2 separate regions of the Mus musculus genome follow, and region 1 is linked to region 2. The links are chromatin contacts, called in public HiChIP or PLAC-seq maps. All regions are on one chromosome and are shown on one strand. The core of a region is the stretch at or near the end of the contact, and the rest is flanking DNA. Distances in the headings are between cores, read along the strand shown. Region 1 holds the start of Timm10 (translocase of inner mitochondrial membrane 10). Region 2 overlaps Ctnnd1 (catenin (cadherin associated protein), delta 1).

Region 1 (5,440 bases), core at 197-2,696, 210 kb before region 2:
AATGAGACAGGTGGATCTCTGAGAGTGAGGCCAGCCTGGTCTATACAGATTAAGCTGACAACCAAGGCAACACAGAGAAGCCCCATCGTGAAAAACAAGAACAAAACAACATCCACTCCATCCCCCCCAAAAAGGAAGAAAAACATTAATAAATATTAGCAACTAAATACTATTCATTACTAAATGGCTGTTCAGAAGGCTTAGGCGGCAAAGGCACTTGCTGCCAAACCAGAAGATTTGAGTTCAATCCAAGATGAGATCCTATTAAGCTGCCCTCTGACCTCCACATGTGTGGCGCTATGGCATGCATGTTGGCATTCATAAACAAACACAAAATACATAAACTACATAAACAAGGGTAAATGGGCTATCTAAGGAGAAAGAAAGATGGAAACGAGGAGAGAAGAGAAGAGAAGAGAAGAGAAGAGAAGAGAAGAGAAGAGAAGAGAAGAGAAGAGAAGAGAAGAGAAGAGAAGAGAAAGTGCTTATATGTTCTTGATACTCAGCAGAGCCTGGGCAGGAGATTCTCCATCATACACCCCTTTTATTCCCTCCAAATAGCCAACCAAGTCCTTCCAGTGACCTGTATTTACTTCAGCGAAGCACGCGGTGAGGGTGGGGCGGGATTAGGAGGGCGGGACTTGGCTCCACTACCTTATCGAAAGCATTCGTTACAAGTGCTTCACTCTGTCGGGCTAGGGGTGACTAGGGCGAGTTTTCCTAGACAAGGTGAAGCCGAGTGCTTCTCTTTACCTGTTGTACATGTCAGCCATCATCTCCACCTCCAGCTCCGCAGCCAGCTGCTGGGCTCTGAGCGGATCCATGTCAACTTAGCACCGTGGAGAGAATAGCCTCCTGGTCTTTAGTCCTAGGAGCGGACATGATCAGTCAGCATCGATCCCTCCCGGTTCACCCTAGTACCACCCCCCCGGGGGGGCTGGAGGGCGCGAGGAATTACAGTGTTTCAGACCAGCGGGGACCAATACCCCGCTCAGTAAACGTAATCAGCCCTCTTAACAGAAGTGGAGATGAGGCCCTTAAAGAGGACAGTGTCCAGCTCAAGGTCACTCGCGATGTCATGGGGCTCGGGGATGGAAACCGAGCCCTCTTAGTACCTCGAGATCACTCCTAGAGCCAGAGGATTGACAGTTGGGACGGAACACACAAAACCGTGGGTCTGAACCCATGCAGCCCCGAGAATGTGACCCTAACCACAGCCTAGGTTCCCGGGGTGGGTCTAAAGGCTGAGCCTCTGTCACGGCAATGGCATAATCAGGAATCAGGGTTACCCTGGGTATCAGACACCACGGCCCACTCACCACGGCCTGGGGCAGGTCACAGCTCCCGCAACGTCCCCAACTTCGGGTCAATAGTAAAAAGTTACCGGGTACCAAGGCAGGCGAAATAAGAAGCACGTGGGTCACTTCCGGAAGGAAGTCTAGCCTCTTCTTTGATCCGGAAGAAAACGCCGACCAGGCTGCGCTGGGAAACCGGCTACCATAGAGAAACCGACCTTAATTTGCTAGAGTGGACTCCAAAGTACCATAGAATGCTGAGTGAGTGGCAGAGCGCCGGCAGCCTTGTTAGCATTCCATCCCTCCGGTTGTCCGGGAGACGCCTGAGCGTTTGCAGTGTGGAAGAAGCTTGGCTCCCTGAACCCACCATGGAGAGCCCACGCCAGAGCGCAGACGGATCTTATGTGAAGAAAGGAGAACGTTTCCCAAAGGAGCCTGTCAATTTTGCATGTTAAAACACCTGGAGCACTTTAAAAAAAAAAAAAAAAAAAAAAAAAAAACACCTCAGCGCCCAGACGTTACCTCATACCCCTGAAATCAGAATCCCGGGGAGCAGTGTGCAACATTAACTAGTGGAGTTGCAGAGAAGATACACGATCGCTGCTCGCAGAAAAAAAGAAACATGTATAGAGATTGTCTTTATTTGCTTTTGAGGCAGGGTCCCATGGAACCTAGGCTGCTCTCTAATTTGCGGTGTAGCCGAAGATGACCTAGAACTTACGAACCTGCCTCCACCTCACTAGTGCTTCGGCTACAGATAAGCGCCATTATGCCTGACTTTTGCAATGTTGGGATGAAAACAGGACCACATGCTTAGGCAAGCACTCTATCAACTGCCCCAGTGCTGCAACATGTTTTACTGCACTTCTTTATTATAGCCCTACACATGCACAATAAATAAAGTAAGTAAATAAATAAATGTAATAATAAAAAGCATTGGGTTTATCCCTTTAAAATTTTATTAGGGCAAATTCACAACACAGAACACAGTCTAATGAACGTCATTGAATCTATCCCCAAGATTTAATAATTCTTACTATTTAGTCACATTTTCTTGATCTATTATCTTTAGCAGATGAAGTCTTTTTCCCAAAGTGCTATTTTCACATTCTCAGCTAATAGTGATGTTTTTTTCATCTCTCTTCCACAGTGCTGAAGGTTGAATCCAGGGTCTCATGCAAACCCTCCACAACTGAACTACACAGGTCATTTGATATACTATTTTTAAATTTAAATTTATTTATAAGAACATGTGTCCTTGGGCTGGAGAGATGGCTCAGTGGCTAAGAGTACTGACTGCTGTTCCAGAGGTCTTGAGTTCAATTCCCAGCAACCACAAGGTGACTCACAACCATCTGTAATGGAATCCAGTGCCTCTTCTGGTGTGTCAGAGCTACAGTGTACTCATAGATACAGAAAATAAATATATTGAAGAAGGAGGAGGAGGAGCCCATGGTAGGATCAAAGGAGGTCAAAGGACAACTGATTCTCGCAGCAACCAGAGTGATGTAAAAAACAAACAAACAAACAAACAAACAAAAAAAAACCCTACAACTGGATCATGTCACTCACCCCCTAGATGCTGCAGTAGTTTCTCATCATGGAGAAAGCCAAAGTCTTCTCAATAGCTTATAAGACCCTGCACTGCTTCTCTCCATGATGTGATCCATCCCCTGAGAAGAGCAAACTATAGGACAAATGGCTTACCTTGGCTTTTGGTTCACTCTATTCCACTGCGTCAAGGAAGGCATTGTGGCAGGAATGGGAGGCAACTGGTCATAGCATGTCCATAGCCAAGACACACAGAAGAATGCTAGTACTCAGCTCACTTTGGCCTCTTTATTCAGTCAGCTAGCCCAGTCCATGGCACATTGCTAGATACATATAGGGTGGGACTTCCTACCTCTGTTAACCCAATATAGAATTATCTCATGGACTTGCCTAGAGGTTTATCTTCTAAGTGGTTCTAGATCCTGTAATTAGATAATCAATGTGAGCCAGGACAAATTCCACATGATTCACCAACCCTATTTTCTTACTTTTACTTCCAACTACTCTCCTGCTGCAGTGCTTTGCCGGGCCATGCTGATACCCTCTCTATCAAATGCATCAAGCATACTCCCTTCTTCCTAGTTACTGTTCTCTGCCGGGGATGCAGGTGCTCCTCGCTGGCACAAGTTTACATCCCAAACTTGAGGTCTTTGTTCCTATATCACTTGCCGTATCTACAAGTATATTCTCCTCCCTACAAAACAAGCAAAAATAAAGACAAAGTCCTATTGCTTGCACCACTTCACCTTATTTTATAGAGCCTGTCACATCTAATGTAGTGCATATTTTACTTGTTGATGAGATGACTAACTCATCACACTCAAATGATCTCTGTTGGCCTGTTTTCTCTTGTGTTCAGTGTCATTGTCTCCAGCACCTACTTGGTGTTCACTGACTTCTGCATCAGGGAATGAAGGGATTATCTAAGAGAAGTTTTGATGACTGATGCCACCATCTTCTAGAATGTTGTTTTAATTATCTATCTTATCTATTAAAGGAAAAAAATCATCAAGGCAGAGACACATGGGAGAACTCATCGACTCACCTGTCTTTGGCAGATAATATTTTTAAGGTTTCTTTATCTCATGTATATATAAGTACACTGGAGTCGTCTTCAGACACACCAGAAGAGGACATTAGATTTCATTACAGATGGTTGTGAGTCACCATGTGGTTGCTGGGAATTGAACTCAGGACCTATGGAAGAGCAGACAGTGCTCTTAACCTCCAAGACATCTCTCCAGCCCTGACAGACAATTTCTAATGAACAGAGGAGATGTACCAGGTACAGATGTTACACTGATTTGAACATCAGTCGCCAAAACTGGCTTCACAGAATAATCTCACATTTATATCATCCCAGGCACTGACCCCAACTCTTTTTTTCCCTGCTTTTCTTGATTAACTGTTTTATTCAATATGTATTGATCAAGAACATAATATGACCCAGACAAAGCTTGGGGTCTATATCTGTGAGCATAAAAAAAAGATTTCCTGTCCTGAGAGAGAGAGAGAGAGAGAGAGAGAGAGAGAGAGAGAGAATGCAATTTTACAGTGATTTTTATTTATTTATTTATTTACTTACTTACTTATTTCTATTTTGTGTGTATAAGTGTTTTGCCTGCATGTATGTGGTTTATGACACATGTGCCCTTGGAGATCCGATAAGGGCATAAGATCCCCTGGAACTGCAGTTCCAGATGGCTGTGAGCCATTATGTGAGTGTTGGGAACTGGGAATTCCGTAAAGACAGTAAGTGCCATGCTCTTCACCACTGAACCATCTCTCCAACCCCAAGAATGCAATGTGTTGTTGTTGCTTTTCAAGACAGGGTTTCTCTGTGTAGCCCTGACTGTCCTAGAACTTGATTTGTAGACCAGGGTGGCCTTGAACTCACAAAAAATCCACCTGCAACTGTATCTCAAGTTCTGGGATTAAAGGCACGTGCCACCACTACCCAACATCAAGAGTGCAATTTTTGATTCCACAGTACATGTTACACAGTGCATAAGCAGGCAGAATTGATGGAGAGAGCTTAACAATGGAGGGCCTCCTTTAGAGAAGGAAACTTGAGCTGGATTTAGAGTAATGAGAAGGAGCCAGCCTCACAAAGAGCAGAAGGAAAAACCCAGTCCTGAGTCTGGAAGGCACTGATTAGATTTATTTACGGCACAGGAAGCAAGCCAGTATGGCTGAGTGAAAGGGGCTGGGGGAGGGGAATTGGAGGAGTCACAAGCTTCATAAACAGGAGGAGCATCACTGCCCACACTCTCCACATGGTACCCTCCTTAAGTCGTATGACACATGGCCAGGATAAGGATTTGCTTTGTTTTGGTTTTCAGAGCAAAATCTTAATTACACACACACACACACACACACACACACACACACACGGAATATATTCAGAGCTGATCATGTTTCAGTCAATGGAGCTCAAAACAGAAGCAATGTATGATGTAGATGCTAAGAGTCCAGTGTTTCATATGTAGATGCTAAGAGTCCAGTGTTTCATTGGCTCTTTCCATTTCTCTCTTCTCTCGGGCCATCCCCTTTCAAGCTTCCTGGTGCGGTGTGAGCCCACAGTTGGCAGTGGC
Region 2 (5,560 bases), core at 1,033-3,532:
GACCTTGGGCCGTGATTTTCGCAAGAATGGCAATGGGGGCCCTGGTCCCTATGTGGGGCAAGCGGGCACTGCCACTCTTCCTAGGAACTTCCACTATCCTCCAGATGGGTATGGCCGACACTATGAAGATGGTTATCCAGGTGGCAGTGACAACTACGGCAGTCTGTCCCGGGTGACCCGAATTGAGGAGCGGTATAGGCCCAGCATGGAAGGCTACCGGGCACCCAGTAGACAAGATGTCTATGGGCCCCAGCCCCAGGTTCGAGTAGGTGGAAGCAGTGTGGACCTGCATCGTTTTCATCCTGAGCCTTACGGGCTAGAGGATGACCAGCGCAGCATGGGCTATGATGACCTCGATTACGGCATGATGTCTGATTATGGTACTGCCCGTCGGACAGGAACACCCTCTGACCCTCGACGACGCCTCAGGTGGGCAGGAGTGGGGGAAGAGGTAGCTTTAGGGACTCCTAGAGGTCACTAAGCACCTGTCTGCTCTGAGGGCTCTTCCTCCTAGAGCTGATCTTTGCTGGCTGAAGATGCCATGCTGACTGTTTGGATGCGTAGTTGCCATGGAGGAAGATTTTACAATGGGATTGATTGGTCCTCACTCCCTTTCTTTCTTCCTTCCCTTTCTTTATTCTTGTTATTGTTGAGACAGGGTATCACTATTTAGCTCTGGCTGGTAGACCTTTTTTAAAGGACCCATTTTAGGCTTTGTGTGCTGTTCATTAGTGCCTTTGTCATGTCTCTTGTCGGGATTTCATATTTTTAAAAGGTTATTTTAAAAACTCTTACTTATGGGTGTGCACAAAAAAACATGTTTGGTCTTGGGCTGCAAACATTACTTTAAAATCAGGGTCTATATTTTCCAAGTTAAGAAATAAAGGAAGGCTTATAGTTATCTTGATAGTGAGGGTGCCCTGGCAGCTGTTCTCAGTCTTTGTAAGTAGGTTCATGACCTTCCAAAGCAAAGGTCTTGGCACTTTCCAAATGTATATTAGGTGGTATTGGCTAACCATAAACTGAATTAGTCTGGGACAGGAGTAGAGGCCCTATTATCTAAGCCTGAGTCACTGACACTCTTCAGATGGCGTGGTTAGCAAATTCAACTCCCATGTGACTCACCTTTTATTCCTAAAGGGGCACCAGATCTTAGCTGGTGTAAGCTAGCTAGGGTAGATAGATAGCAGCTATCATTAGAAGAGTCTGCCCAAGGAGTGGGGCTGAAGTCTGCTTGCTCTGACTTCCTCAATAGCCAAGAGAGATTAGACACAGGTGGGTGTGGATGACCAGACTGTTCCCTGCTGTCCTTTGAAGTGCCAGTCACATAGAGCGGGTTTGGGGCTTGGTTCTTGGGTTTATTCCAGGGTGACATTGAGTTTGGAATCCTGCTTGACTAGCAAGATTCTTGACTAGAAGAATTCTGCTTCCTGTTTCGGCCTTCAAGAATAGTGCAAGGTCAAACTTTCATAGCAAGGCAGTGATTAGTGGCAAAAGCACTGAACTTGAAAACCCTGGTTTTAGTTTGCCTCTGCCATTATCTATAGAGCCTTAAGCAAGTTATTGGGTCATTTGTGCAGTTTTGTTATTTGTGAAAGAATCTTGATCTACTGCCTATGAAAGAAGGAAGTATAAAGATAGACTTCCTTGAGTGACTGAAACAAAATCTGGCAGTGGCAATTATTTTTATAGTTGCTTGTCTTAAACAAGAAAAGTAAAATATGCTCAGCATACAGCCTAAAACACCATTCTCTCATGGACAGTTTGGTGTTTCTTGGGGTTTTCTTGAAAACATGTATCCTGTTTTCTCATTAAAAGGAAATATTTTTTCATATAGTGTTTAGCAATCTGCTTTTAAAACAAAACAACTTACTTTATTTTGTTTAAATGACATTTTAAGTTTAAAGGTGCCTTTACTATCAACCCCCTACTTCCCTTGGTTTTTCAAGACCAGGGCTGTCCTGGAGCTTTCTCTGTAGACCAGGCTGGCCTTGAACTCATAGAGATTTGCCCTGCCTTTGTCTCCCAACTACTGAGATTAAAGCCATGTGCCACTACTGCCAAGTCTATTTATTTTTTAATGAAATGATTTGTTCTACTGAGTTTTTTATTGTTTAATGATCAGTGTTGATACCTGTTAGGTAGGCTAATTTTCAATGTTTGGTGACTGTGGGAGTGGTTTTATGGAACAAGCAAGTCTTATTTGGAGAGTCCTACACAATAGAGTCCCCTATCCCAGTGGGAGCCCGGGGGGGGGGGGGGGGGGTTGGGTTGGTGGTGAGTGAGGTGAGCTCATAGATAATAGGGTTCTTCCTTTGTACTTATAAATAACAGTGTGACAGGCTCACCCTCTAGTGGGTATTGATGGTACTGAAACAGGAAGTGTTGCTTCTCATCTGACATCTTTCAGTTTCTTCTTCTGATCCAAGAGCTGGGACATTCCAATATATGTTGGTGTATAGGTGCCATTTGGCAGACATGGAAATGTAGAAGTTGAAGGATGGAACTCTTCTTGGAACATACCTGTCTGACTGAATAGCACGTGAGGCCCTGGGATGAACTGTGACAGCTAGTGTTCAAGTTTATGCCTCAGTAGTACTAAAGCTAACTCCTCAACAATATAGCCAGAAGTCCTCTGTTTTTCTTGATCAGTGCCTCTTCAATTTCCAAAATAGGGCGAGCTTAATAGTTTTGTTCCACTAGCTCTTTCCTGTGTGCGGATTCCTTGTGTGTTCTCTTTGTGATGAACGTTCCACATACTTGTCTTTCTCAATCAGCAAACTTCACAGGTTACTTTTTAAAATTTATTTATTTATTTATTTATTCATTCATTCATTCATTCATTCATTCATTGGTTTTTTGAGACAGGGTTTCTCTGTGTAGCCCTGGCTATCCTGGAACTCACTTTTTAGCCCAGGCTGGCCTCGAACTCAGAAATCCGCCTGCCTCTGCCTCCCAAGTGCTGGGATTAAAGGCGTGCGCCACCACACCCGGCCACAGGTTACTTTTAAGTTATTAAAATTGGACCCAGGGAGAGAGTTCAGTTGGTGAAATGCTTTTTGCACAACATGAGGACCAGGATTTGAGCTCCAGTACCTACATAACAAGCTAAGCTCTGTGGTGGCAGAGATAAGAGGATCCTTGGGTCCTGCAGGACAGTCAGACTAGTTTATCAGCAAGCTTCAGATTTGGGAAGAAACTCTGTCTCAAAAAAAAATAATAATAATAATGTCGAGGGACATTGAGAGTACTTGCACTTGCTCACAAAATTATTAAAAATTGACCATACAGAGGAGACACATGATCTCTGTAGAGCTGTGATCCTACCTTGAAGATGATTGGTAATAGGAATGTCTATGAAGCCAGATTTAACTGCTTGGTTCTTTGTTCTTTCAAAATTGCAGGAGCTATGAAGACATGATTGGTGAAGAGGTGCCGCCTGATCAGTACTATTGGGCTCCTTTAGCTCAGCATGAGCGGGGCAGTTTAGCAAGCTTGGATAGTTTGCGAAAGGGAATGCCCCCACCTTCAAACTGGAGACAGCCTGAGCTGCCAGAGGTGATTGCCATGTTAGGCTTCCGCTTGGATGCTGTTAAGTCCAATGCAGCTGCATACCTGCAGCACTTATGCTACCGCAATGACAAGGTGAAGACTGACGTGCGGAAGCTCAAGGGTATCCCGATATTGGTAGGATTGTTAGACCATCCCAAAAAGGAAGTGCACCTCGGAGCCTGTGGAGCTCTCAAGAATATCTCTTTTGGACGTGACCAAGATAACAAGATCGCCATAAAAAACTGTGATGGTGTTCCTGCTCTGGTCCGATTGCTCCGAAAGGCTCGTGATATGGACCTGACTGAAGTGATTACTGGTGAGTGCCAGGTTAGAGGTCACTGTTAATCTATAGACAGGTATGGATCTAGAACTTTCTAGACTCTTAACTTTTAATTAATTTATTGAATAATTAATTCTTTTTGAGTCAGGGTCTCACTGTGTAGCTCTGGCTGGCCTAGAACTCACTATGTTGAGCAGGTTGGACTTGAACTTGAAGTAATCTACCTGCTTCGGCCTCCCAAATTCTGTGATAAAAAGCATACACTACCATGCCTGGCCAATCCATTATCTTTTGATTATAGGTTCCGAGGTAGTGAGTAGCCTTGGGTCAAATCTGCTTTACAGATTTGATTGGATGACACATGACACACGCAATATTCTCCAACACATTGTGCATACCTGCATGTTTTCTTGTTTTTTTGAGGTAAAGTCTTTCTCTATGTAGGCAAGTTCTAGAACTCACTATGTAGCTTAGGCTGTCTTCTCACAGAGATCCACTTGCCTCTGCCTCCTGAGCTCTAGGATTAACGAGTGGGCCACCATTTCTGGTGCAGTCTGTTATTTTTGACCAACTATAGTAGTAGAGAAACTTGTTTTCCAAAGACACAAGCTGGAGAGCAATTGCCATTTATCCACAACCTTATAATCTGTTTTAAATGTGTACCTTTCTTGACTCAAGCAGCCTGTTCCATTTAGAAATTTGAGTTTATGGCCATTTATTTGGAATAATTTTCCAGATTATACAAGGTGATCCGTTTTGTGGGGGTATAATCACCATTCCAGAAAGAAAAAGAAATATTGGTTCTTAATTGGCAGGATATTTTTGCCCCAAGAGGACATCTCCATTGCTGCAGTTGCTTTTGGTTGTCATAACTTGAGGTTAGGTAGAGCATGTTCTTGGCATCCAATGAGTAAAGGCTAGGGCCTGATTAACGGGCAAGCATCCAACAATAGACAGGACAACTTCCCACAGCAAAGAATTATGTGGTCCAAAGTGACTGTGTTGCTGAGCTAAAGAAACTGGTGTAGATTGTTTTGTAAAGCTATTTGTGCCTATATTAAACTATACTATAAAATACATATTACCATGGGCCAGAAGCCTGACTAATACTACATGGAGTCCTAGACTCTGTAATGGGTAAATCTGTGGTCATTGACGAAGAAGGAATAGAATAGGGCTGCCTCTGATATTCTGCAGACATACTGTCTTGGGTGCTAAAGAGCTCTCTGAATTGTCCCTGTCAGGAACCCTGTGGAATCTCTCATCCCATGATTCAATCAAAATGGAGATTGTGGACCATGCGCTACATGCCTTGACAGATGAAGTTATCATTCCACATTCTGGTTGGGAGAGAGAACCTAATGAAGACTGTAAGCCACGGCATATTGAATGGGAGTCAGTGCTTACCAACACTGCTGGCTGCCTTCGGTAAGTGGAGGTTTTCAAGACTATAAAGATTCAATTTTTGCTGGAGTTGGTAGTGCTGGCCTATAAACCTGTCAGACCCTGTCTCAACAAGGGATGTGGTTTGGCTGCAGATAGAATGGAACTCGTTGCTAAGGTGCTTCCCTGGGTGCAGTCTCCAGTCCCATACATATATGCATGCACCCCAGTTGGACACTTTTTCTTTTTTTTTTTAAATTAGAAGTTGAGTTTCTGTTTGTTTGTTTGCTTGCCTGCTTCTTTTAATTATGATTATTTTGTGGTACTGAGGACCAAATTCAAGAC

The links. HiChIP or PLAC-seq counts read pairs in DNA pulled down with a chosen protein or histone mark.
Region 1: a contact with region 2 is called in an H3K4me3 HiChIP or PLAC-seq map of bone marrow-derived macrophages, with 2.5 times the contacts expected there. The contact joins the promoter of Timm10 here to the enhancer-like site in region 2. A contact is called at or near these places in 4 of 39 promoter capture datasets (3T3-L1-derived adipocytes, the C10 cell line, cranial neural crest and 1 more), 4 of 484 Hi-C or Micro-C datasets (brain, cerebellar granule neurons, liver and 1 more), 3 of 115 datasets of contacts at active chromatin or transcription factors (bone marrow-derived macrophages, embryonic stem cells and microglia) and 2 of 9 other capture datasets (liver and pancreatic islet).

What each region holds. Positions count from the first base shown.
Region 1 is chr2:84,823,027-84,828,466 of GRCm38.p6, reverse strand. It overlaps Timm10 (translocase of inner mitochondrial membrane 10), which reads right to left and starts at 1,446. Exons shown (of 3, transcript NM_013899.2): 1 at 1,320-1,446; 2 at 754-868. The coding sequence starts at 824. It also overlaps a transcript of Smtnl1 not described here.
Region 2 is chr2:84,614,788-84,620,347 of GRCm38.p6, reverse strand. It overlaps Ctnnd1 (catenin (cadherin associated protein), delta 1), which reads left to right. Exons shown (of 19, transcript NM_001085450.1): 5 at 1-429; 6 at 3,405-3,868; 7 at 5,077-5,260. Among named protein-coding and RNA genes, the nearest start is that of Ctnnd1, 33 kb to the left of the region's middle. Within about 2 kb of position 2,282, at least 89 of the 459 cell types and tissues checked have an H3K27ac peak or open chromatin away from gene starts, as enhancers often do. A contact at or near this core is called in bone marrow-derived macrophages, microglia and regulatory T cells, where this site is marked.